2 separate regions of the Mus musculus genome follow, and region 1 is linked to region 2. The links are chromatin contacts, called in public HiChIP or PLAC-seq maps. All regions are on one chromosome and are shown on one strand. The core of a region is the stretch at or near the end of the contact, and the rest is flanking DNA. Distances in the headings are between cores, read along the strand shown.

What was found. HiChIP or PLAC-seq counts read pairs in DNA pulled down with a chosen protein or histone mark.
Region 1: an H3K27ac HiChIP or PLAC-seq map of embryonic stem cells shows a contact between it and region 2, with 6 read pairs. The contact joins two enhancer-like sites. A contact is called at or near these places in 1 of 15 datasets of contacts at CTCF or cohesin (embryonic stem cells), 11 of 484 Hi-C or Micro-C datasets (Sertoli cells, embryonic stem cells, extraembryonic ectoderm and 5 more), 6 of 115 datasets of contacts at active chromatin or transcription factors (embryonic stem cells, extraembryonic endoderm stem cells, heart atrium and 2 more) and 4 of 9 other capture datasets (adipose tissue, embryonic stem cells, liver and 1 more).

What each region holds. Positions count from the first base shown.
Region 1 is chr8:33,774,260-33,781,994 of GRCm38.p6, reverse strand. Gtf2e2 (general transcription factor II E, polypeptide 2 (beta subunit)) reads right to left here. Exons shown (of 8, transcript NM_026584.3): 7 at 5,936-6,051; 8 at 4,822-5,542. The coding sequence ends at 5,426. Among named protein-coding and RNA genes, the nearest start is that of Smim18, 30 kb to the right of the region's middle. Within about 2 kb of position 3,189, at least 12 of the 459 cell types and tissues checked have an H3K27ac peak or open chromatin away from gene starts, as enhancers often do. A contact at or near this core is called in embryonic stem cells, where this site is marked.
Region 2 is chr8:33,883,856-33,890,560 of GRCm38.p6, reverse strand. All of the region lies in intron 1 of Rbpms (RNA binding protein gene with multiple splicing), which reads left to right. Among named protein-coding and RNA genes, the nearest start is that of Gm51528, 37 kb to the left of the region's middle. Within about 2 kb of position 4,725, at least 64 of the 459 cell types and tissues checked have an H3K27ac peak or open chromatin away from gene starts, as enhancers often do. A contact at or near this core is called in embryonic stem cells, where this site is marked.

The sequences.
Region 1 (7,735 bases), core at 1,940-4,439, 110 kb after region 2:
CCTTAAATCCCAGGAGACTGAGGCCAGCCTGGTCTACATAGTGAGTTTCAGGACAGCCAGAACCAAACACTGAGACCCTGTTTGTTGCGGGGGGGGGGGGGGGCGCACACACGACGCAGATGACTCAGAAGTTAGTAGAGGACTGGAGTGAGGTTCCCAGTACCTAGATCTAGTGACTCCCAGCAGTAACTTGAGGTCCATGGGTATAATATCCTCTTAGACCACCCACATCACATCTAGAAAAAACGTGGCTGCTGATCTAGCCAAGATGATAGTATTCTACATACTCTCAGTTACCCTTTACTCCACCCCAGGTCTTATGGATCCCCAGAGCTTTTGGTGCTCCTTGCCTCACCTCCCAGTGCAGGATTCCCAGGATTGGCATGCAGGGTTTTAGGAGTCTGCTAGGCAAGTACCTGAGTTCCATCTCCAGCCCGACGCTCACCTCTTAAATGTTCAGTAGTCACTGGTGACTTGCAGTCTTAAACACTGATAATTTGCAGTCTTAGGCTCTGATATTTTTTTCAGAGACTAGCCACCAAAACCAAGACATAGTCACTGCTTTCTGGTCATTTGGCACTCACAAAGACAACTAGTGTATCTTTCACCAACACCCTCCAGCTCTTGGAATTATTAACGAAGACTGTTCTGTGTGAACAAACTGATCTGTGTGGCTTTGTCTTCAAGTTAGCTGTTCCTAACTAGTCTAGAGGCTCCAACTCTTAAGACACCAGAGACTACCACACACAGGCTAATCACTGGAGGGTCACTACCTCAAGCAATCTTAACTTGTCATGTCACATCTGTATGCATTTTCCACAAGAGGCCTTGAGGGTCAGTCAGATACATACCCACTGACCAAGCACTTAACACCTACTTCACTAACTTTCTCTACAAGCACCAACAGCTGCTCTCACTATTGAGCAGAAATGAATGCAGGGTCTTTGGGAACCAGTTAACTTGGGATTAGGAAAGGGTTCAAAAGGTCTCACTTTACATAGGCTTAAAAGGAATGGTAACTGAGCCAAATGGACTCTCCCCACAACTGCATCACAACTGACATGACTATTGAGTCTTACGTGTCCAAATGAGAACGCCTCTAGTTAAATCACATCTGTACTTCAGATTAACCGGACCCAGTGCCTGCATGTCTGCCCACATTTCATGAACAACTTTGCAACTAGTACTGCCCCATTCCAACATGTGGCATACTTAGTTATGTGGCACAATGAACATCCTTCAGAACTAACCAGACAATGGTGGTGAGGGTTCATAAGCCCAGGAGGCCTGAGTCCAAGAGTGAGAAAGCCAGCCAGCACCCTGAATTCTCAATTTCAAAAATCATGACTTCTTGTGTCTAAGTAACCGAAGCCCGATGACTGCTGAGAGCTCAGGCAAGACAAGCTCCATGCTAGAAATGCAGACAGCTGTGCCCCATTCTCCTGGCCACTGGGACAAGACAGCTGCTAACTGCTCAGTGAAACTAGCTCTCTTCCTTCTTTAACTTTTAAACTAGGGCTATGTTCTCAATGACAAAACAATTTACGATATTTTTGGAAGACGGGAGGATTTCACTAACTAGTGACATGATCTCTAAATACTGATTCTCTGAAATACTCAAAATGCTTAAAACTTTTTTTAAAAAAGATTATATGTAAGTACACTGTAGCTTCAGACACTCCGGAAGAGGGCATCAGATTTTGTTACGGATGGTTGTGAGCCACCATGTGGTTGCTGGGATTTGAACTCAGGACCTTTGGAAGAGCAGTTGGTGCTCTGAGCCATTTCTCCAGCCCCCCTTAAAACTTTTAATGACTGGTGTTAAACAAACTATATGCAGTTGGCACTTTGATTGAAGTATCCAAATTATCAACCAGAACCAATACTAACCCTCCATCAACTGCCTTGCTCTGCCCAGGTTTCAAAAGCCATCCTGCAAGAACGGTTTCATACTGTCCTCCTTTGTAGCCCAGTGATACCCACAAGCTCTCCTTTACTGCTGTACCTTTATTGGGGGCGGTGGAAAGTCTTCTCACAAACTCTTAACATAACCTGACCAGAAGAAGCCCCAGTAAAGTCTGGGTGGTGGTGCATCCCTTTAACCCAACCCCAGCACCTGAGGCAGGCAGACCTGAATTTGAGGCCAGTTTGGTCTACAGAGGGAGTTCCAAACCAGCCAGGGCTACAGAGAGAAACCCTGTCTGGGAAAAAAAAAAACAAAATGAGGGGCTGGAGAGTCGGCTTGGTGCTTAAGGGGATCCAGGTTCAAATCCCACCACCCACATGGCAGCTTACAACTATTCGTAACTCCAAGATCTGACACCCTCACACAGACATACATGTAGGCAATGCATGTTTTGTTTTGTTAAGAGAGAACTTTAAATAACCCAATAGTGTAGCCTTTGTCTCAACTGCTCACATGCATGCCTCACTGATGTGATGCAGATTAGAAGTTGGGTACAGCAACACATTCTTGTGACCCTGGCGTTCATGGAGCTGAGATAGGATGCAGAAATGAACTACAAAGCCAGGCCTTCCCCAGCCCTATCCCCAGTGAGAAATGATTAGGTCAAATGCTTAAATTTCACCCAAGGTGTCTTTTGAGCAAAAACAGGCCTAAATGCCCTTTGAGATAATGTTCAAATTAAAATATTTACATGGACAAAGGAGCAGTTTTCTCCTGAAACTACAACAGAGGATTTCAATGTAAGGACTGCCAAACATGTTCAGTGTCCTACAGTATTAGTCAAGTGCAAAAATAAAGCAGTTTTTGATATTTCTAGAGCTGGCTGTTGTGTAGGTCCTAGGTACTTACCCAGAGCCACGTGTATGCAGTGTCCTGGTCAGGTGAAATGTCACAAGGTCACAGGAATGTGCTAACCAACTTCCAGAGGGCCTGTCAGTCTGCTAAGGAGGCACGTGTTCCTCCTATACATGTATTAACTGTGCCAGATCACACTCAGCTTCCAAGACAAGACATGTTTAAGGTGTTATGGCCAAGGACTAGCCATTCCTATTTATTTCTAGTGGAAAACCCTTCATGAAGGAAAGTGTGCTTCTACTCTAGAACCACAAGAGGGGCAAAGTCAGACCCTGTCCCGTCTGGGAAGCGACGACCTGTCCCACGTGCAGCACATGCAGCTGCACAGACAACAGTGAGACAGACAAGAGGGCGTCACTGCTTCCCAGGCACAGAACTAGTCTCAGCTAGCAAACAGCAGTCAGTGAAACCTGAGAAAAACCCCAAACTTCCCCAAAATGAACCAAAGTAAAAAAAAGCGGTACTAGAAAAAAAAGGGGCACTGAGTTTCACCTTCTATGCCTGGTATGATTGCCATTATAAGGACTGGGAAATTCACAATCCAGATGTATTTGTCCCACATGAGTGCCTACCTTCAGAGCAAGCTTCTTCCACTCTAGTGACTGCAAACAAAGGCTCAGGAGAGGAATCCAGGACTGCATCCACACACTCCCTAGAAGAAGCGGGACCAAAGTCCCTCCATCGGCTTTCCCCAGCACTCACATCAACTAGTCTTGAGTGTTTCTCCATCCCCTGGGTCCACCCATCATCTGACCATATTTACAGGCTGTGACAGCAGCAGCCAAATGGTCATTTTTTTTATACTTTATCTAAGTTCCACTACATCTCTCTTAGCTAGCCCTAAAAGCCTCTTGTGATTGTGATGAATTATAGATCAGATGCCTTTTAACTCTCCCAACCATGCCCATTCCCACCTGCTTCTAAATGGCAGCAGATCTGACACAAACTGGCAGAGGTGAGACCAAGACTTCAACTTGAAATTGTCTTTAGTCACCCAGAAGAGCTGCTGCCAGAATCCTTTCTTTTTTATTATGGTCACTGAACACAACCACCTACTCCCTACACACCACCCAGGGATATAGTCTAGTACTTCAGCAGAGAGAATAACAAAGGGAACTGTTTGCAAGACAATGCAAGTGAGTGAAACCAAATCAGAGAATTTGCAAGTTTGCCAACTAGTGAACAAACTTTGTTTTGCTAGATTTAGTTTCTTCATTTCTGTGGAGATAAAAAATTAGAATCAATTATCAGGCCAGTCCCTAAGGACGAGACAGACTGAGCTAGAAATCACTGGGACACAGACCTGGTGGTAAGGCATGTATCTGAGCAGGCCTCAAGTCTGCCTCCTTATAAAGCCAGACAAAGCAGTAAGACAGACAGACTTGCACTTTCAGACCTGGGCCATAACTTAGCTTGGAGAACATGGTTGCAAATGGAGGTACCTGCTGGGAGATAAGTGAGTTCTAGCTTTATGGGGAAAGCTAATTTGATGCCATAACTATTATAAATCCTTACCAGCAAAAGCCTTCAGACACCAGGCAAGGGGGTAAATTTCTTACCTTCTGACTACGGGAACCCAGACTGACGTCTGCTTAGACCGTATTTTAGAGCTGGAGGTGAGGAAGATGTGAAGTACCAGAACACTCCCCAGAGGCCCAGAGCCCCACCTTTCCTGAGGACGCCAAACCTGGTTTCTGTATTCCAACATCACTTAATATGTAAGACGAGACTTGTGACTCCCCTCAGGAGCGTGGCACACATCAGAGGGAACCCTCCAACTTCACCATCTTGGTAATGGCTCTGACTGGAACTGCACGGACTGTTAACAGGTGACAGAGGGCCCTCACCAGAGTCCGCCACGCCAGCTCTCAGGGGAGAGCCAGGATATGGTGAAGCTGATGTTCAGGTTGGCAAGGAGTTTCCCTATCCATGTTCAGGGTGGTAGCAAATCATGAATCCAACTTAGTAAATGCTGGCTTAGCTTTTTAAAACAAAGCATTAACATTTATATTTCGTGTAATTTTATTGCTTAGCTTATTAACCAGAGGCATACCCTGTGTTCCAAAGATGAAATCCTTACGCCAACAGTACTGACTCTAACCTCTGTCATATCCTAAACATCCCCCCAGACAAGTCAGGGGCTGCAGCTGCTCCCTGCCATTTTCAAGAAGTAAGAGACAAACTGAATTTCCTAACTTCTTAAACATCTTCCTACAAATGATTTTATTATAAATATTTTTTCTTGGAATAAACAAAACTGCATTCAGCACCATCCTCCAACTTCTTCTAAACGAATAGAGAAAACATGGAATCCAGAACCATTTAGAAATCAAGATAAATAGCAGACACCTGAGTGTCATATAAGTGTCTTTCTAATAAAATAAAACAAACAAACCCAGAAAGTTAAACAGGAACACCCATTCCTTCCCACTAGCCTGCTGGATGAAAAGAATGAGTCTGGTAACCCGCTCCTGTTCTGTAAACTGAGCAGCTCCTCTCTCAGGCCTGAGGAGCAGGCAGGAAGGCAGACAGTCTTGAGATCCCAAGCATCAAGAAAGATCTCGACTGCGTGTCTGTAACTGTGTTTAGGAATAAAAGTGTTCCCTATTTGCCCGGGGTAATGTCCGAGTAATCCTTCAGCACTCCAGCCAAGTGTTCATTGTGAGTCTTAAACCGTCGCTTTTTCTGTGAAGCAGGCTTTTTCCTTCTCTGAATAGAGGCCTGCAGGACAAGGTAAAGACAGTTAAACACAAGTGACCCTAGGGGACAGAAGGTTAAGATTTACTCAACAAGCTCAAAGCACAGGGTTCTGAGCCTTTCCTGGTTCTTGCTTGGAGGTCCGACCTCAAACACCCCATTCACAGTACACCCAGCCTCCATCTAGAGCTGTGCCTTCTGATACCACAAGGCTTTATAAACCTCCATTGGAAAAGAGCAGGCAGGCACAAAAGCAAAACACAACTCTCCTGGGCATTAAGTCAGTAAAATGAGAGGCGATGAATTTCTGTGCTGTCTCCATCAGAGGGAATCCCTCCCTCACTCTTGGACAGCAGGATGAGGAGCAGCTAACCGTTCAGAAGAAGCGACTAAACTGCTTTTCTAAAGAATACATACCACTTTCTTTGGTCCAGATTCCTGCATGGAAGAAATACCCTGTCGCTTCAGATACTCTTCAATTTTCTCCTCATCCATTGAATCCACAGTGACACTCCTCCACAGTTTCTGGAATTCTGTACCAAGACAGTAATTATTTTACCATAAATTTGTATAAACCACAGCATTTTTGGTGATCAAAATTCACCTTGAATAGTATCTGTCCTGGGCCTAAATTAGTACATCTTAGATTTAACTAAGAAAACAAAGAAATACCTTAAACCCTGGCAGGCACTCAGGAGGCAAAGTAGGCAGACCTCCACAAGTTCAAGGCCAGCCCTGCCTAACAGCAAGTTCCAGGCAAACAATGAGGATACATAGTGAGACACGGTCTCAACAAAGAAAGAAGGAAAGAGTGAAACAGAGACACGGACACAAGAGAAAGAGAAAACGGCAAAAGTATGTCAAGTGCTGGAGGCTGTGTGACCTGGAAGGCAGCAGTGACAGGGCCACCAGTGTGCTCTGCTTTTTATGATTTAGTTAGAAGAAGGCTGTGTGACTGAAGCTTCTCCCACCTTCAAAGGGAAGAGAAGCAGTTAACACTTCCATTCCAACAACAACAATGAGGAAGAGGAAGGAGAGGAGGAGGAGGGTAGGTTGAGAACACTCCCTATTATGAACAAAGGAAAAAGGTAGGTGTCTAGCCACGTATCCCATTCTTATACTAGACATGTATAAAATAATAATCGTTTATGCTTTAAATTCTGCTCCTAAAGGCAGCTAGCTGTACTGAGCAGGCTCACTAAGAGCCTTGAAGCCCTTCCCACACACAGCCCACCTGTGACGACAGCAAAGCCTTACAGTGTGCTCTGGGGACTGAGAATGGCAAAGCCCCTAATGCTGCGCTAGGCTTCTTGTTCACCATAGCCGAGGAGGTTGCAGGCCTGACTATTGCCAACCCTACACCAGCACACACCTCCCCTCCTTGCCACTCCACTACCATGCAAGCTACGTGACGGCTCAGTGGCTGTTCTTCAAGGAGACATGACTTGGTTCCCAGTACCCACCCACATGGCAGCTCACAGATATCTCTAACTTAGGTCTAGGGGCTCTCATGCTCGTGTTGCCTCCACTGCTCTGCTTAGTAGTTAAGAGCACCAACACACATGCAGGCCAAATACCCATGCAAGAAATAAAAAAATAAAAAAGATAATTTTTTCCCCAAACTTTCAATCTAAAGCAAACAAATGGTGACTAAAGTGCATGTGAATACATGCAAGCGACTAATGCATTATTTCAAGAGTCAAAGTTCATACAGCCAGTCTGGCTACTGTTTGGTATGTTCCCACGCCTTCTACATGTGACACCCTACACCACCCCAGAACTCTACCAGGAAGAAGGTCTCTGAATAAACCTCTTTGCTTTATAATTCACCCAGTCTGTGACACTTCTTAATAAAAGACTAAGACAGCAATCTTAAGCTAAAAGGAGCAGAGTTGGAGGCAAGAGACAACAATGACCACAAACCACATTACAAAGCTACAGTAATCAAAACAGCATAAAAATAAAGAAGTGTCAACCTACAAAACAGAATAGAGTACAGAGAGGATTATCTTAATATCAGTTAAAGTAAATATCTCAATTGATTTTTAATAATGTAAAAGCAGAAAATGAAACAGTCTCTTTAATAATGTCTTGGGGAGTCAGTGTGGCCAGAGCGATAGCTCAGCAGTTAAGAGCACCAGCTGCTCTTCCAGAGGACCCTGGTTGGCACCCTCAGCACCCACATGGTGGCTTACTCACGCCATCTCTTAATTCCGG
Region 2 (6,705 bases), core at 3,476-5,975:
TCCGCCTGCCTCTGCCTCCCAAGTGCTGGGATTAGAGTGCTAGGATTAATGTGATGGAGGGAGAGAAGAAATTAAATAATAGTAATTTAATAATTAAATACCTAAGCTGCAGTAACTGTCATTTAGTAAGGGAATCCAAGTTGGTGGATGTTCAGAGCCTAGTCTTGTGGATTGGTTGAGCCCAGTAGCCGGGGGTCGCTATAATGAGACTCCTATCTTAAGCAAAAAGGGAGGTTTGTCGCTTATCAATAGAACACTTCTTAGCGCATACCAAGCCTGGATGTGAACAACCCCTGCTCCCATGCTGGGAAAAAATAAAACATACTTTTGATTATCGTTGTACACAGAGTACAAGTTGGCAAATCTAAAAAAAAATAATTCTGAGATGTTGTAAGATGGCAGGCAGTGTGATGAAAACAGTCACCTTACTGCCTCTGGTAACAAGTCCTGGTGCTTTCCTATAATGTGGGAACGGTACCTCCACGGGGAGTGCAGGGGCTTAATTGTGCACGGCAGGAAAATGTATTTTGGAACAGTTTTGAACTCTTGTAAAGAAACCCGTCTCTAGTGAGTTACTCAGTAACGTTGACCTCTTCCCTAAAGTACTGTACGAAGTACATCCGAGAACAAAAACTGCAATAGTGGAGATCCTTCAATGCCATGTGAAGAGCATCATCGCTCCTAGTGGCTGGCCTCAGCTGTTAAATGTAAAGACGCCCCTTTATTTCATACAGGTGTACGTGAACCGCGTTTAGTGGTTTCTCCTAAAGGCCATCACTGTGCTTCCTCGTGGATGCTTGCTTAAGGGCGGCTAAAAGAGCATCTTAGAATTCAGTTACTTTTAAAGATGTATCTCCTGTTAGGATGCTGTGTAAACTGCTGAAGTGTAAAGATGAAGGCGACCTTTTTCCTTTCTGGCAGGGGCAATGGAAAGAGGTGCTGTGTGTCAATGGTAGAGTATGCGTTCAATCCGCTGTGGCAGGATAAGTCCTTTGTGTTATTTATTTATTTTTTAAGCATATTACAGTACTTTTAGATCTTGCACTTTAAAAGTCTCAATCAGTACGTACATGTGATAGCTGTGGCGGGCGGGGTGGATGGGAATTGAGCTTTGGTTTGTTCTCGGCTCCAGATGACTGTGTTTCGGTGGAGGAGAGCGAGCCCCTGACCCTTGGTTTTACTGCTTGGCACATGGTTTTCACCGAGGGAAGAGGGACAACTCAGCTTCCAATGGTCTGCTCCCAATTGCTCTTCTTTAGCTTGAAGTAATTCTACAGTTTAAATAAACTGACTACAGCCCAGAATGTAACCTTTCACCTCGGCCTGTGATAAGCTGCGTCTAAGTCTCCCATTAGATGGCACACTGTAGAAAAGCTGGCCTTGTAAGGTCTTGTTTATGTTGTGCTCTGGTTGCTAAGAGTGGTCACTGAAGAGCCCACGGTTCCTTAAGGACTTAAAGTCTTTCCTTGCATGGAATGGATGTCTTCTCTTTGTCGTGGTGGCCTCAAGGGTGGCTGTATTAGGCTGTAGGACACACCTGGAATCTCTGCAGTTGGGAGCCTGGGGCAGAGTTAGAAGCTAGCTTGGGCTGAATGGCAAGACTGTCTCAAGCCCAAAATGATTAGGGGGGAGACATTCCCACACATTTTGCTGCCTCACTAAAAGCATAAGATAGCAAAAGGAAAATCTTTTAACTTAGCTATTTCATTGGCCCTAGAAAACCTCCAGCTCTGGAAACATCCCTTTCTAGAGCTAACTTCTCCTTGAGTCTTATATGTGGACTCTTGAGTAAAAACCCTGGGCAAGTCTTTTCTCTAACAATGATGCCTTTTGCTTAGGACTAGACCCCTCCTTTAAGTACAAGCCTGATAGATACGGCATCCTGCAGTTGGTTGAGATAAAGCGGCTCCCCCTCCCCACTTGACAACACAGCAATATAATTTTACTGTTAAAACTTGGCTGACCCAAACATGAACTTTCAAAGAAAACAAGTCATTACTAAAAGGGATTCCATTTCGTTCCCGGGCCTAATTTAAGATGACTTAACAGAATGTTGAAAAAAAAAATTATCTTTCAATAGCCACTTAATTATGTGACAAATAGAGATTTTTGTATTTTGACTTAAAATATCCTGTTTTTTTGTGGGTTTATCTTTCTAGAGTATTTATACCAAATTAGGAATAATTTATGTTACTCACCTGAACATTGTCCTGTGGCTTTTAAGGGTAATAATTTATGAAAAACTAATTCCATAAGACTTACTAAGATTTGCCGATACAAATCTAAGAATAGCTCTTTGTTCTGTGTGCGCTGATTGTTTGGAACCAGTTCGAGAAGGGCCTGAAGCCCTTGGCTCTTAGCAGTGAAGCATGCTTTCCCTCCTTGGGACCTCTTCAAACACTTGGGAAATGTGGTCTTAGAGTCCTGGGGCAGTTCAGAAGAACAATGCTTAAAATGGTCCAGTCCAGTAAAGAAAACAAAGGGTTTTAGAGTCACAGAGCCTAGATTTAAAGCCACACTCCAAGGGATTGGCTCTGGGCACTGAGCCTCATTTACCTTAGCTGTTAAATGGGGACAGTTACGATGTCAGGATCATCAGGGATGAATGTGTATCTGTCTGTCTGTCTGTCTGTCTGTCTGTCTAGACATATACACATATTATGTACAGGATCTGATCAGTTCTCTAGGATGTGGTAGAAACTGATGAAATGGTAACTTCAGACATAGCGACTACACTCCATGGCTTGAGATCCAGGTTCTGTCTTTATTGAAGTTATCTCTTATAATGATTGAATAAATCATGAATTGCAGGCCAAAACTAGGGCTATGGTGTTTATGCGGTTTTTAAGCCTACGTTTTGTCTGTATTTTAAAATGAAGAAGTTAGTAGCAGTGGAGAGTGACAACACTCTTCATACTCTGAAGTGCTGTGATGTTAATTAAGCCCAGTAATAGTAGAACATAAGATAAACATATCAAGGGCTGTGTGTGAGGGCAAAGGAAGTTAGTGATCTTTTGTTCTCCCTAGGAACAAAAAAATCAGTCAGTTGTTGTATCTGCTCTATTTCTAAAAGTCCTAATTAGCTCATATTTGTTGTTTAATTCTCCTTTTTTTTTCTTGGTGTTTTTCCTTTTGTTGGTGAGTTTGTAGAAGTCTATATACCTATTAGCTAAAACTAAAGGTTTTCTTGGTTTAGGGGAAGGACAACATCACTGGCCTCAAGCAATTTATAATCTCTACTAGGATAAACGGAAAGAAAATAAAAGGGTCTTGAAATACTTCCAAAGAAGACATGTCCCGTCCATCTGGCCTTGGGAGTCGATAAGCTAGTGTTAGTCCCCTCTAGGTGACACCTTATATATGTGAATCTTGTAGGAGTTGTGCTTTCTTTTCGGACACGTGGTTTCAGGGATCAGACTCAGGCTGTCCATCAGACTTGGCGGCAAGCACCTTTACCTGGCAATAGTCACGTCACTGGTCCCCCAACAATTTCTGTGTCGTAGTTTTCAGATCCTTTATTAACCTGATTACTCTTCTTCATTGGGGTTCCAGTTTCCCTAAGATGGACCCCCACACCCCAACACATCCAGTTCTTTTAAATAGGGCAAGTTGGTACCCACTGTGGTTCTTTAACACGAAAGTCCACATTAGTGCTCTCAGCCATGTCCTGTTTCAGTGCTTGTTTGAGGCTGGGGGTTTGTGGGGGGCATAGCTTACTGATGCTGTGGCAGGCTTCCACATAGTTTGCTTGTGTTTTCTTTTATAATTCACTATGTTGAATTCATAGAACTGGCTTTGTTTTTTTTTTCCCAACAGAGGCCCATGCATATGGGTGCGTCATAAAATTAACAGAATGAATAATGAGCCTGTAAATGTTTGTACTCCCTTGCCATGGTATGTGTAGCAATTTGACCTGGAGTTGTCCGGATTATAGGTTGAAACATTAAAATTGATTTTATCAGGCTGACATTCAGAAAAACAAACTTAAGATGAGTTTTGTATTCAGCTGTTTCAGTCCTTTTTTTTTTCCTTTTTCTCTCAAGAACTTTTTTTTTTTAAACATAGGAGTTGATTTATCTGTTACACAATTTTGTCTTAGAGTATAATTTTAGCTATTTATCATTATTCATTCTTGTCTTTCCCTTTTCTTGCTGACAAATTGTCTCCTGGCTTTTGGTAAAAAGACCAGAAAACAAACATGTTTCTAAAAATAATATGGCCAGTGAAGGTACGAGCCAAATGCTTGTTTTGTTCTATTTTCTTTCCAAATTTTACGATGTTCCCCATAACCTTTATCAGATACGTACAGCATATGTGCATTTTTCTCTCATATCCTTCCTGTGTAGTCCAGGAAAACACACTTAAGTAGAGCCAGGAAGTTGATGGTAGTCACTATTCCAGGGGCTAAGGGAGGCACTAGTAGCTCCAAATGCCAGCACCTCGGGTCTGTAAGGAACTTGTCCAGAGAAATGTGCTCAAGTGCGTTTAAGGAATATGAGCACTGGACTTTCCTGTCTGTGGAGTGAAGTTAGTGACAGGCAGCATGGTGCCCACATGGAGACCTGCCCTGCTCGTGCAGACACAGCCACCTGTGCCTGTGGCTCTCTGCTAACCCGCGGGAGAAGTTAGAGCCGGTACAGGCACTTTAGCATCATGTGTGGTGGTGCTGGCTGGGCATGCAGCAATGGCTGCCTCTGAGGCTATGGCCGGAAGTGTAGCTGCTGTCCCCTGCTTCCGCTTCCGGTCTCCGCTGAAGGCCCCACACCATGCATCCCTGGGCCAGAGAAAGACTATGGCTGAGAAGAGGGTCCCGGGAGGACAGACCACACTGTGGCCAAACAGGAAAGCCTTCCATCTGACTCGGGGTGGGGATGTAATGGGAAAGGCTGCGGATTTACAGAAACAGGATGAAGCGCCACAGACAGACCCACGCTCTGGAAATGCCCGGGATGAGTGAGAGGTAGCCGAGGAAATGAACCCCAGAGTGAGGCTCAGAGCTACTCTCTACCTTTCTGGTCTTACTAGCAAGAAAGCCAGATGTGTCTTTCATTCCGTAGCTTAATATTGCCCGCAGGAGCAGAGAGAATGTGGTATACGTAAGCCCGGGACACATCTGTGGCCTCTTTATGTGCCCGTTCTACCAGATCCTGTAAAAGTATGTTGTCAAGAGGAACCAGATTATCAAACTAACTTTTAGTATTAAGAGACTTACCTCATGAGCGAGAAATGCTGACGACACTAAAACTTTCAGGACATTTTTTTTTCTTAATTTTCTGGAGGGTTTATCTTTCAGAGTTAAGAGGAGGAAAATGAAACAAAGAAAGGGAGCAGCAGGGAGGGGTGTGTGTGAATCACCGAAGATACCACCTTATCTGTCTTCTTGACTTTAGTCTCTGGCGCATTTCCATTAATGGGCAAGGAACGTCCCAGCACTTCTACACCTGTTATGTGTAAACTCTTGTGACATGAATAATCTGTTGTCCACAGCCTGTCTTCCCGAACTTGTGCTCCCCCCCCCCCCCCAGCTATGCCAGGTTTGGGATCTATCCGCACTTTTCGTGGCCACAGAGGCTGGGAGAAATTTAAACTCTATTTTGTTGGCTTCTCACACCTCCCATTTGTACCCCCAGGTCCTCTGAGGTTGCTTGATCATTATGAATGTCAAACACTAGCAACTATGCTCATTGATTTTCTTAAGGAAGCGTTGGAATGTTAATAAAACCTCAGGAACTTTTATGTGCTGTTGATGGGACTGTAAGGAAAAAGGTTATGTCCCTGCTTCAAAAAGAAAAACAGAAAAACCCAGAAACGATTACGTTGTGACCCTGTTGTCTTGCTTCTGGATATACAAATCTTCTCAAGAAAATGGAAGCAAGATCAAGAATTGAAGATGTTTATGTGGAGGTCAGAAGTCTGTTCTTTTATCATGCGGGTCTCAAGGTTTACACTCAGGTGGTGGAACTTGGTAGCAAGCACCCTTATCTACTGAAGCCATATTACAAGTCCTCTATTTTATTAAGGTTTAATACAAGTTGATTAGTTTTCATTTGTCACACACTATGGACTAAGTGTTGAGATGACAGTTATAGTATTCTAAAGCGGTGTGCATATGTATATATGGTTGACCTTGGGCACGGCAGCAGAAAACTGAAATAATGTGGATTATAAGTCATTCCGCAGCACTAGGCTTACAGGTGCTGTTACCCTGCCGGGCTTTTATGGGAATGCTTAGGGACCAAACTCAGGGTTACAGATCAGATATATTGCCAATTGAGCCATCGCCCAGTCCTCTGGAGGTACAGTCCCCTTCCTGTAGTTTAGGCTACATTACATTTGCCGTATGGCAGTAGATGCTTGAACTCCTGGATCCTGGTCCTCTGTCTCCACCTCCCTCGTGCTGGGATTATAGGTTGAGCTACCCAGTGAGTTACCAGATTGAGCGTGGTAGAGTATCATGCTCACAAGAGAGCACTTCTTCACACCGCTGTGGACAGAAAGCAGAGACAGAGGACAGCATACTGAGGTTCTGATTTGCTTGAAAGGCATTGTCTCTCGTGACCAACTTCCTCTGAGCTTGTTGATGGCATGTTGGAATTCCTATTGCGATGCCCTGCTGTCTTCAACAGATAGTTGTCCTCTTAGGCCCCTCAGTTGCCATGGCCATTTTGTACACAATGGGAAAGAGGAAAGGAACATTTTGCTTTA